Linked DNA regions of Capra hircus: region 2 is linked to region 1. Evidence: chromatin contacts called from public Hi-C data. All regions are on one chromosome and are shown on one strand. The core of a region is the stretch at or near the end of the contact, and the rest is flanking DNA. Distances in the headings are between cores, read along the strand shown. Region 1 has its middle 8.9 kb from the start of THOC1. Region 2 holds the start of CLUL1 (clusterin-like protein 1).

Region 1 (5,228 bases), core at 1,479-3,978:
TTGATGATCCAGTGGATGTTGGCAATTTGATCTCTGGTTCCTCTGCCTTTTCTAAAACCAGCTTGAACATCTGGACATTCAAGGTTCACATATTACTGAAGCCTGGCTTGGATAATTTTAAACATCACTTTACTAGCGTGTGAGATGAGTGCAATTGTGCGGTAGTTTGAGCATTCTTTGGCATTGCCTTTCTTTGGGATTGGAATGAAAACTGACGTTTTCCAGTCCTGTGGCCGCTGCTGAGTTTTCCAAATTTGCTGGCATATTGAGTGCAGCACTTTCACAGCATCATCTTTCAGGATTTGAAATAGCTCAACTGGAATTCCATCACCTCTGCTAGCTTTGTGCATAATGATTCTTCCTAAGGCCTACTTGACTTCTCATTCCAGGATGTCTGGCTCTAGGTGAGTGATCACACCATCATGATTATCTAGGTCATGAAGATCTTTTTTGTACAATTCTGTATATTCTTGCCACCGCTTCTTAATATCTTCTGCTTCTTTTAGGTCCATACTGCTTCTGTCCTTTATCGTGCCCATTTTTGCATGAAATGTTTCCTTGGTATCTCTAATTTTCTTGAAGAGATCTCTTTCCCATTCTATTCTTTTCCTCTGTTTCTTTGCACTGATCACTGAGGAAGGTTTTTTTTATCTCTCCTCTTTTTTTATCTCTTTGGAACTCTGTATTCAGATAGGTATATCTTTTCTTTTCTCCTTTGCCTATCACTTCTCTTCTTTTCTCAGCTATTTGTAAGGCCTCCTTAGACAACCGTTTTGCCTTTTTGTATTTCTTTTCCTTGGGTATGGTTTTGATCACCACTTCATGTACAATGTCACGAACCTCCGTCCATAGTCACTCTGCTGATCAGATCTAATCCCCTGAATCTATGTCACTTGTACGGTAAGGGTTTTGATTTAGTCATCCTAAAGGGCCTAGTGGTTTTCCCTACTTTCTTCAGTTTAAGTCTGTGTTTTGCAATAAGGAGTTAATGATCTGAGCCACTGTCAGCTCTTGGTTTTGTTTTTACTGACTGTTTATAGCTTCTCCATCTGTGACTGCAAAGAATATAATCAATCTGGTTTCAGTATTGGCCATCTCATGATGTCCATGTATCCAGTCATCGCTTGTTTTGTTGGAAGAGGGTGTTTTCTATGACCAGTGGACTCTTGGCAAAACTCTCTTATCTATGATAACACAAATTATCTTAAATTCCTTTGGAATGATACCCTCTTTGAAGTAACTGGTTCTTACCACAAGAGGTCAGCATTTGCACGGAAATATCTCCTCTAAAAGGGAAGAGACAGAAGAGAAATTTTTGTATTTAGATTTATTTCTATCTGAAGTGCATTCTGGTACTGATCTTTAACTTCTTTGGTCAATGCAAATTGTAAGTCAGTTATTACTACAGAAAAAATGGTACGTATGTACGTTTTATGCTGTGTTAGAACACTTCCTTTTCCTTAATTTTGAGCAACTTGACAGCTCCATCCAGGCTGCAGGAGTCAGGAAGACTCAGCTGGACTTTGTTGGTGTTTTTTCTCTTAAGGAGTTCCTCTAATAGCTGTGTATGTCAATTTCAAAAAGAAATGAAAAAGACCTACATCAAGGGGAATTACTAAGTCATGACTATTTCATGAGGTTTTGTGACCTTCACTGTAGCATGTGCTATTTTTATTCATAACTCTTGGAGGAAAATGAAGCACTTTGCCCTTGGGGCTAGGCTGGTTCTGGTTAGACTTTCCACTACAATCTTTCTTTGCCCAACTCTGGCTTCCTTCCTCCCACTTTGTAAATGGAAAGTAGGGAAGAGTTTCCTGTTTTGAAGTTAGCACCGGACCCACACTAAATCCTCAGCAGTTGATGGCAGTGAAGCGGAGACTGGGAGTCGAAGATAGTATTTGTATTCAAACATGTCCCACAGTGATTAGCACACTGCCTTTTACTTGAGTGTCTGCCTTAATGAAAACAGAAATCTGATCAGTCCAGTCCTTCAGTGGCTCCAAATAGCTTTCAAGACCTCATTGGATTAAGCGCCACATTCAAAACTATTCATAGTATGTCCATGCCCAACCCATCAGCTTCATATATTGATATATTCATATTTGGGCTTCCCTGGTGGCTCAGTGGTCAGAATCTGCCTGCCAACCCAGGAGATGCATGTTCAATCCTGGGTCAGGAAGATTCCCTGGAGGAAGAAATGGCTACCCACTCCTGTATTTTTGCCTAGAGAATCCCGTGGACAGAGGAACCTGGTGGGCTACAGTCCATGGGGTTGCAAAGAGTCAGACACCACTGAGAGACTGAGCACACACATATTTATGTTCATAATAAGTTACCATATGCTAAGCATACATTGGTTTCTTTTGCCGTCATTTTTTTATGCTTTATGTACATGAGCTCATTGATTCCTTATTTTTTAAGAAATCTACACAAATGAGAAAACCAAGACTCAGAGAATTTCAAGAATTCTTTACAGGAGTAGAATTTGAGTTTGAGTGTATTTGACTCCAGAGGCATAATTATACGTTGTTTTTCTTTTGTTTTGCCTCACCTTCTAACCACATACTTTGCAGCCAGACTAAGCTACTCTCAGTTCCTTTTGTGTCTAATAACTTGCATACATTTTTGCCTCTTCCGGGATGCCTCTCTCTCCTGCTCTAACTGATCTGACCCTTCTTGTGTTGGATTCAGTGATTAGTCATCACTACTGTGGCTGACCCTTCCTGATGTGTCTGACTGTATTCATGGCCCCCACTCTGAGTCACCGAGTAGTTTTTCTCAACGTGTATGTGTGAGAGGATTTGGGAGGTGACTGCTAATGAATGTCATGCCGCAAGAACCATTGCTCTGGTCCTGCAGAAAAGAATGTGTGGAAATCCATTTTTAGCCTGAACCCCAACAATGAAGTGTGTTCAAAATAGGGAATAAAATAAGCCCATCTCCTTTGACCCTGGGATATAATCACTAGGAGAGTACTGACTGAGCAGTAACTGAGGTTTCAAGAGGGAGCGCCCCAGATGGAGCTGCAGGACTAAGAGAGTAGAAAAATATTACCCGGGTGAACAAATAAAATGGGCGGCTGTATTGAAGGTTAGATCTGAAATGAACTCTGAGCCTTTGCAAATATAGGAACCAAAAAGGCTTTCAAAGTGAAGGAAAACAACTCCCGCCTGAACTGTAGGAAGGACTTGGGTGCTCAGAATGGGCAAACCAGGAGAAGCAATGCTCCTTCCTTAAAATCCTTTCCATCAGGTAGCTTACTGCTATTCTGAGCCTGCTATGTGGAAACCTCAAGGGATTGTATCTCCAACATTCCTTTTCTTTCATCTTCATTTCTTTCTCAAAAACAGGGAGCTAGACTTTCACATACATTTGTAATATGAGCATTGCCTTTCCTATTTTGCAGGGGCTTCTTCCTCTTTTTTTTTTTTTTATTATTGCATCTTGATCAGTATTCTAGCTGATGAGACTCTGGAAATGTCCAGGCAAATTATGATTCCATTTTCTTAAAAGGGAGGAATTCTTTAAAGACATGACCTTGTTAGTTTTGCATTTCAAGTAATTCCTTTCACTCAATTTGAAAATATTATGAGACAGGGAAGGGAATTTGTATTTACTGGGGATATGCTAAGTGTTAGACAAGTCTGTCACATGCATTATCTCAATTCCCAGCACAGTGACTGTGATGTGTTAGTTTTGTGCCCATTTCACAGAGGGGGAGGTAGGGACCAGCAAAGACTGAATAAACTGGTGGTTAAGTGGGGAGGCTGCGATGTGAATAGCATCAAGCCTGATTCTGCTACAAGATTTCCCAAATTTAAATGAATAAACCCCTTTTTAAAAAAGGATAACATTTCCACAGATCCCTTGTGATGATTAAAATTATTTCATGTCTCTTAAGTGAACAAACATAAAACTAAATATAAACATCTCATGTATATGACGTTTATGTAACTACAGGACTAAAAGCAAATATATGAATTAAATAGCAGCAAAACTTCCAAATGACATTAATAAGAGACAACTGAGATCAGAGTAATAATAACTATAAACGTACTGAGAGCTTACATGTGCACCTTTGTAAGTTATTTACACCTTGTCTTATTTGATCCTCAAAGTTTTGTGTACTTTTACAGATGAGGACTCTGGCTCAGACTTACTGAAAGTTATTGTTACTCTAATCTCAGCACCAACCAGTCCATTCTGAAGGAGATCAGCCCTGGGTGTTCTTTGGAAGGAATGATGCTAAAGCTGAAACTCCAGCACTTTGGCCACCTCATGCGAAGAGTTGACTCATTGGAAAAGACTCTGATGTTGGGAGGGATTGGGGGCAGGAGGAGAAGGGGACGACAGAGGATGAGATGGCTGGATGGCATCACTGACTCAATGGATGTGAGTCTGAGTGAACTCCAGGAGTTGGTGATGGACAGGGAGGCCTGGCATGCTGCCATTCATGGGGTTGCAAAGAGTCGGACACAACTGAGTGACTGAACTGAACTGACTGAATCTCAGCAGTCACTCAGACACCCCTTGTTTCACTAATGTTTGCTTGCTACTAACCCTACAATGTTTTTGATGGGTTTTAAGACTTCCCCGGTAGCTCAGATGGTAAAGTGTCTGTCTACAATGCGGGAGACCTGGGTTCGATCCCTGGGTCAGGAAGATCCCCTGGAGAAGGAAATGGCAACCCACTCCAGTATTCATGCCTGGAAAATCCCATGGACCGAGGAGCCTGGTGGGCTGTATAGTCCATGGGGTCGCAAAGAGTCAGACACGACTGAGCAACCTCACTTCACTTCACTTCAACCCTACAATGCACAGCAGAAGGCATTCCTGCAAAAATAGATAAAATGTTTACCTGCTTCCAAGCAGATGGTTAGCCATTCATCAAAAATATCCATTTTTTTCTTTGGGCAGACAGCTGCATACACTATATTTCTTCCACCCTTGCAAGCAAGCATACAATGCAGTGAGGTTCTAACCAATGGTTAGTGAGAAGTCAAACTAGAGTTTTAAGAAGCAGGGATTTTAAGTGCCCTCTTCATACTTGTTTCCCTTTTAGTGTCTCAATGCAGAAGAGGGCCCTAGGAAATGACACAGTCACATGTTTGCAGCCTGGGTTCCTAAATCGCCTTGTGGAAGAGAGCTGCCAAACAATATCTCCTTTATGCTGAATTATGGGAAAGAAAGAAACGTTTATGGTCCTTGAGCCATTATATATTTTTTTG
Region 2 (5,397 bases), core at 1,952-4,451, 290 kb after region 1:
TAATCTTAAGAACAAAATAACAGCTGTGAAAACAGATGAAATAATTAGAGGAAGAAACTGTTTGGAAGCTTCAGGATATTTTAAAAGTAATTAGTACTAATAAGCAATAAAGTTCTGTTTTCAGAAATTACACTTTAACGGGAAACATGGTCACTGCAGCCAAAAAAGATGCTTGCTCCTTGGAAGAAAAGCTATGACCAACCCAGACAGTATATTAAAAAGCAGAGGCATTACTTTGCCAGCAAAGGTCCATCTAGTCAAAGCTATGGTTTTTCCAGTGGTCATGTATGGATGTGAGAGTTGGATCATAAAGAAGGCTGGGCACTGAAGAATTGATGGTTTTGAGCTGTGGTATTAGAGAAGACTCTTGAGAGTCCCTTGGACTGCAAGGTGATCCAACCAGTCCATTCTGAAGGAGATCAGCCCTGGGATTTCTTTGGAGGGAATGATATTGAAGCTGAAACTCCAGTACTTTGGCCACCTCATGTGAAGAGTTGACTCATTGGAAAAGACTCTGATTCTGGGAGGGATTGGGGGCAGGAGGAGAAGGGGACGACAGAGGATGAGATGGCTGGATGGCATCACTGACTCAATGGACATGAGTCTGAGTGAACTCCGGGAGTTGGTGATAGACAGGGAGGCCTGGCGTGCTGCAATTCATGGGGTCGCAAAGAGTCGGACATGATTGAGCAACTGAACTGAACTGAACTCATGCTGAAATTGAAGCTCCAATACTTTTTGGGCATCCGATGCAAAAAGCGAACTCATTGGAAAAGATCTTGATGCTGGGAAAGACTGAAGGTAGGAGGAGAAGGGGACGACAGAGGATGAGATGGTTGGATGGCATCATCAGCTCAATGGACATGAGTTTGAGCAAGTTCCGGGAGCTGGTGGTGGAAAGGGAAGCCTGGCTTGCTGCAGTCCATGGGGTTGCAGAGTTGGACATGACTGAGCGCCTGAACTGAACTGATGGAATACAGAGGAAAACAAACCTGCCACTAGAGAATGAGCCACCAGTCTTCCTAAACATTGGCTTCATTTTCAACAAAATGTGAGCTTGCTGGGACTTCCCTGGTGGTCGAGTGGTTAAGACTTCACTTTCAAATGCAGGGGGTGCTGGTTTGATCCCTGGTCCAGGAGCTAAGATCCCACATGCCTTGAGGCCAAAACAACAACAAGGAAAAAAAAAAAAAGAAAAACGGAAAAAGCATGTAGAGTCCAGCCATGACTTCAAGTGAGTCCAAATTTGGACAACAGAAAAGTAACAAGAAAGGTTTCTCAGGGTCAGAGTTGGCAGTGATGCTGCACAATTTCCTAGGATTGACTTTCCCAGAAGTGGACTCTTGTCTTCCTGAGAAAAAGACCCCAAGTGCTGCTTCTTCCTTTGGCCATGTGATCACTTCTCAGAATGAGACACATCTGTTTGTAGAGGTGGTTTAGATTTGCTCAAAAGTGACATGAGGCTTCTTAACATAATAATAGTTCAGAGTTTGCTTTGAGCTGATCTGTTTTCTAGCAGAGTTAAGAGGTTTTCAACTAACACAGAGAATTGCCAGATAGTCAAGACAGCTAAGGGCTTCCCAGGGGTAAAGAACCTGCCTGTCAGTGCAGGAGACTTGGGTTCAATCGCTTGGTCAGGAAGGTCCCTGGTGTAGGAAATGGCAGCCCACTCCAGTATTCTTGCCTAGAGAATCCCCATGGACAGAGGAGCCTGGCAGGCTACAGTCCGTGGGGTCACAAAGAGTCGGACATGACTGAACCGACCTAGCACACACACAAGACAGCTAAATGAGATGTGGACAAGACTTCGGGTGTGTCCTATAATTCCCCATCCCCGTGTCCCAGGGGATCATCTCTGCTCCAGACTGCAGGTTGCTCAGACACAACGATCAACTTCTAAGGGCCCCAAAAAGGCAGGCGAGTCAGTTTAGAACAGTCAGTGTGACGTGCTGGAAAGTACTGAGCATCAATAAGTAGTGATCAATAAGTCCAATCAATAAGCATCAATAAATTGAATCCCTCCAAACTTGGAAAAGGGACCCCAAGACAATCTTGAGATTTCAGTAGCCAGAGACCCAGACTACAGTAGCTGCTATGGTGACTCTCTAATTGTTTTTAGAAGAATCATTTGCTGTATTTTTAGCTCAGCTAATCAATTAGTATATTGTAGTGAAATGCTCACCTATTACACTCTTTGTATGCTAGATGTTATCATTTCATCTAGTTAAAATGTTTGCATATGTTTTTTTTAAAATGCCAAACAACTATGTAAATAATCTTCAGAATGTTTTTTAAATTAATTTTATTGGAGTATAGTTGTTTTACAATGCCGTGTTAGTTTCTGAGGTACAGCAAAGAGAATCACTTGCATGTATACATATACCCACTCTTTTTTAGATTCTGTTCCCATATAGGTCATCACAGAGTATGGAGTAGAGTTCCCTGCGCAATACAGTAGGTCCTTATTAGTTATCTCAAAATGTTTTATCTAAGCATTTTCTTACTCTTTTTCATATTGTTCCTTATATTTCCAGCAAAGAAATTTGTTTGACCTGTATACAAAGAGGTGTGTGTGTGTGTGTGTGTGTGTGTGTGTGTGTGTGTGCGCGTGTACATACATGCGTGCTCAGTCATGTCTGACTCTTTGAAATGTCAAGGACTGTAGCCTGCCAGGCTCCACTGTCCATGGAATTTTCCAGGCAAGGATACTGGAGTGGGTAGCCATTTCCTCCTCCAGGGGACTTTCTCAACCCAAGAATGGAACCAGCGTCTCCTGCATTGGCAGGCGGATTCTTTACCACTGAACCACCTGGGAAGCCTGTGTAAGAAGATATATAGAAAAAATTTCAAATTAAAAAAATATTTCTAAGGCTTTAATGAGTCTTATCAAATATATCTGTGTATGCTTGTTTTGGCAACACAGATACAAACACTGGGACAATACAGAGGCCTGGCCCCTGTACAAGGATGACACCCAAATGTATGAAGAATTCCGTATTAAAAAAAAATTGTGTAAAATAAAGTAGCTCAAGATCACTGTTTCTGATCATGTAGACAGCCCGCCCTCTAGTGTTTCTTTCAAAACCCTACCACATTCTAAACCATACTCTTAATCTCACAATGTTAGGTTAATAGGATTAAGAGCTGTGTCATCAAATTAATAGAACAAGGTTAAATCCCTGACACAGACAAACATTAAATCAGAGGAAAGTGAAGGTCCTTGCAGAAGCTGGTGGCAACCTCACTGGGGAGAGCCTGCAAAATTAGTGGTAAATATGTTAAAATTTTATTTGGTAAATAGGGTCTTGATCCCTGGGAGAAGGGAATGGCTCCTGACTCCAGTATTCCTGCCTGGAGAATCCTTTGGGCAGAGGAACCTGGTGGGCTACAGTCCACGGGGTCACAAAGCGTTGTACACAAATGAGCGACCAACACTAAACTGAAAGGGTCTTAACAAAAAGAGAAGAATTAGCTGAAATGATAATTCTAGATGTAAAATATGATAGCTTTGTAACTACTAGTATTTTAAAAAGACATTCCAAATGTAGATTAAATAATATAGGGTTGGTTTTTTATTCCAAAATAACAAATATATATAAAAAATATAAATATCCTTTTTGGGGGGAGTTAAGATAATCTAGAGATATAACTGTGAAAGCATATGTTTTTTATTGGGAATGTTTACAACTAATTATATAAAAGGAAATTTATTATCTGAGAAGAAAAAAACTTGTGTGTGATTCATTTATCTGATGGCTTTTATAAGATATATGAGAAAAATCTTGCTTTCATTAAAAAAATAAGAAGTTAAACATCTAGTTTAAAAATTACTTATGGCCTCAGAATTCTGGAGAAAAAACAATCCCCTCTGACATAGCTAATTCTGTGTTTGGGGTTGTTTACTGTTGACAAGGAAATAAAATGAAGTTTGGATTCTATGGGGCTGGGATCCATACTTTTGGTTGCCGTAAATTTCAAATGCTTCAGATGAAGACCTTATTTAACTGCCATGAAGAATGCAAACAAAAGAGGGATTTGGGTTGTCTTTTCAAAGAATTTATTTAGATTTCAAGCTTCCTATGTCCCAACCATATCAACATACATTGTCTAAAGTCATAAAGAAAAATCGACAGAAAAATGCTTTGGCTCACCAAGTGTTTTCAACTGATGCCAACAGAAACTACACCGAAGGCATCTGACACAGGTTTATCCTTCCTTCACAGTCACGGCGGAAAGATGAAGCTGCCACTCTTGCTGCTTATCCTGTATCTGCTGCGGCTGAAAGACTGTCTCTGTGCGCCTACTGGGAAGGACCGAATTTCTACCCATGAAGACCCGAAGGGTAATGTCTGGTCTCTTTCTCTGCACGGTGTCCCATCTGCCTGTTTCCATGTCCTCCTGGCACTTACTGTGATTTACAGTTGAGAGATAACCGCATTCAGAACGCCCTCTAGTCTCACAGGGAGACGTTCTCCAGGCTCTTAAGCCAAGTAGACAAGATGCCAAACATCTGGATTAAAAATAGAAAATTCCAATTGTGTCTCTGAGAATGCTTCACAGTTCCAGATGTTCACCATTGCAGAGATAAAACTTGCCAGCGTCTTAGGCTGCACGGCTTGGGTTCATCCAGATGTTTGGTGTCCTCTGAGCATGGTTTTAACGAACAGTGAAATTCTTTGCTAGCATTTGAAACATTTAAACAATTAAAGTCATCCATGCAATTATTCGTGGGACTGTGAAAGGATGGGTTAGAGTGACATCGAATCTGGTTGGTTTGTGCTCATACTTGGAGCCTTTGTTTGATGAGATACGCTTTGGGTGCCTATCTTAGAAATATAAATTAGTTTAAATGTTCCTTTTGTGGATCTGTAAATAAATTTGGAGGCCAGGTTAAGCTCCTTTGGCGGCCACATTGGCTATTGTGAAGAGTATGACAAACGATGAATTTCATACTCACTAAAGGCTTACTAAAGGGGTGTTAGAGACATCCCGGAGGTTATTAAAGAATCTTGCATTATACCAGATACTTTCTAGGTTTGATGCCTTCTGGGAAGGTAATTGAAACTGAAAGAAAGGGAAATTGTTCTCTCTGTTTGAGGTTCCCAGTTGGGTATTTAATATAAATTGTCTGTGAAGAAAATTCAATGTTTTCTTCTAATATAAAGGAAAAAAAAAAGGAAGGAAAAAAACTGGATAGATGAAAACAGGCTCTGAGGAGAATGATAAGATGGGGTTAAATGAACTCTGACTTGGCTGGAAGCTCAGAAGTGAAGAACAGAAGGTATTTCCCTGGGGGGGGGGGGGCGGGGGCGGGTAGCCCCCTCCATGTGGTAGCTGATAGCCCAAGCATGGTGATCTGCTTTTGGAGTCTGATGCAATTAAAAAAACAATTAAGCC

Evidence for each region. A called contact is a pair of places that touch in the nucleus more often than the background predicts.
Region 2: a Hi-C map of blood shows a contact between it and region 1, with 5 times the contacts expected there. The contact joins the promoter of CLUL1 here to the enhancer-like site in region 1. A contact is called at or near these places in 2 of 5 Hi-C or Micro-C datasets (blood and liver).

The regions. Positions count from the first base shown.
Region 1 is chr24:35,557,078-35,562,305 of ARS1.2, forward strand. No RefSeq gene overlaps it. Among named protein-coding and RNA genes, the nearest start is that of THOC1, 8.9 kb to the left of the region's middle. Within about 2 kb of position 2,729, at least 1 of the 5 cell types and tissues checked has an H3K27ac peak or open chromatin away from gene starts, as enhancers often do.
Region 2 is chr24:35,850,802-35,856,198 of ARS1.2, forward strand. CLUL1 (clusterin-like protein 1) reads left to right here and starts at 3,202. Exons shown (of 8, transcript XM_005697062.2): 1 at 3,202-3,269; 2 at 4,224-4,342. The coding sequence starts at 4,237.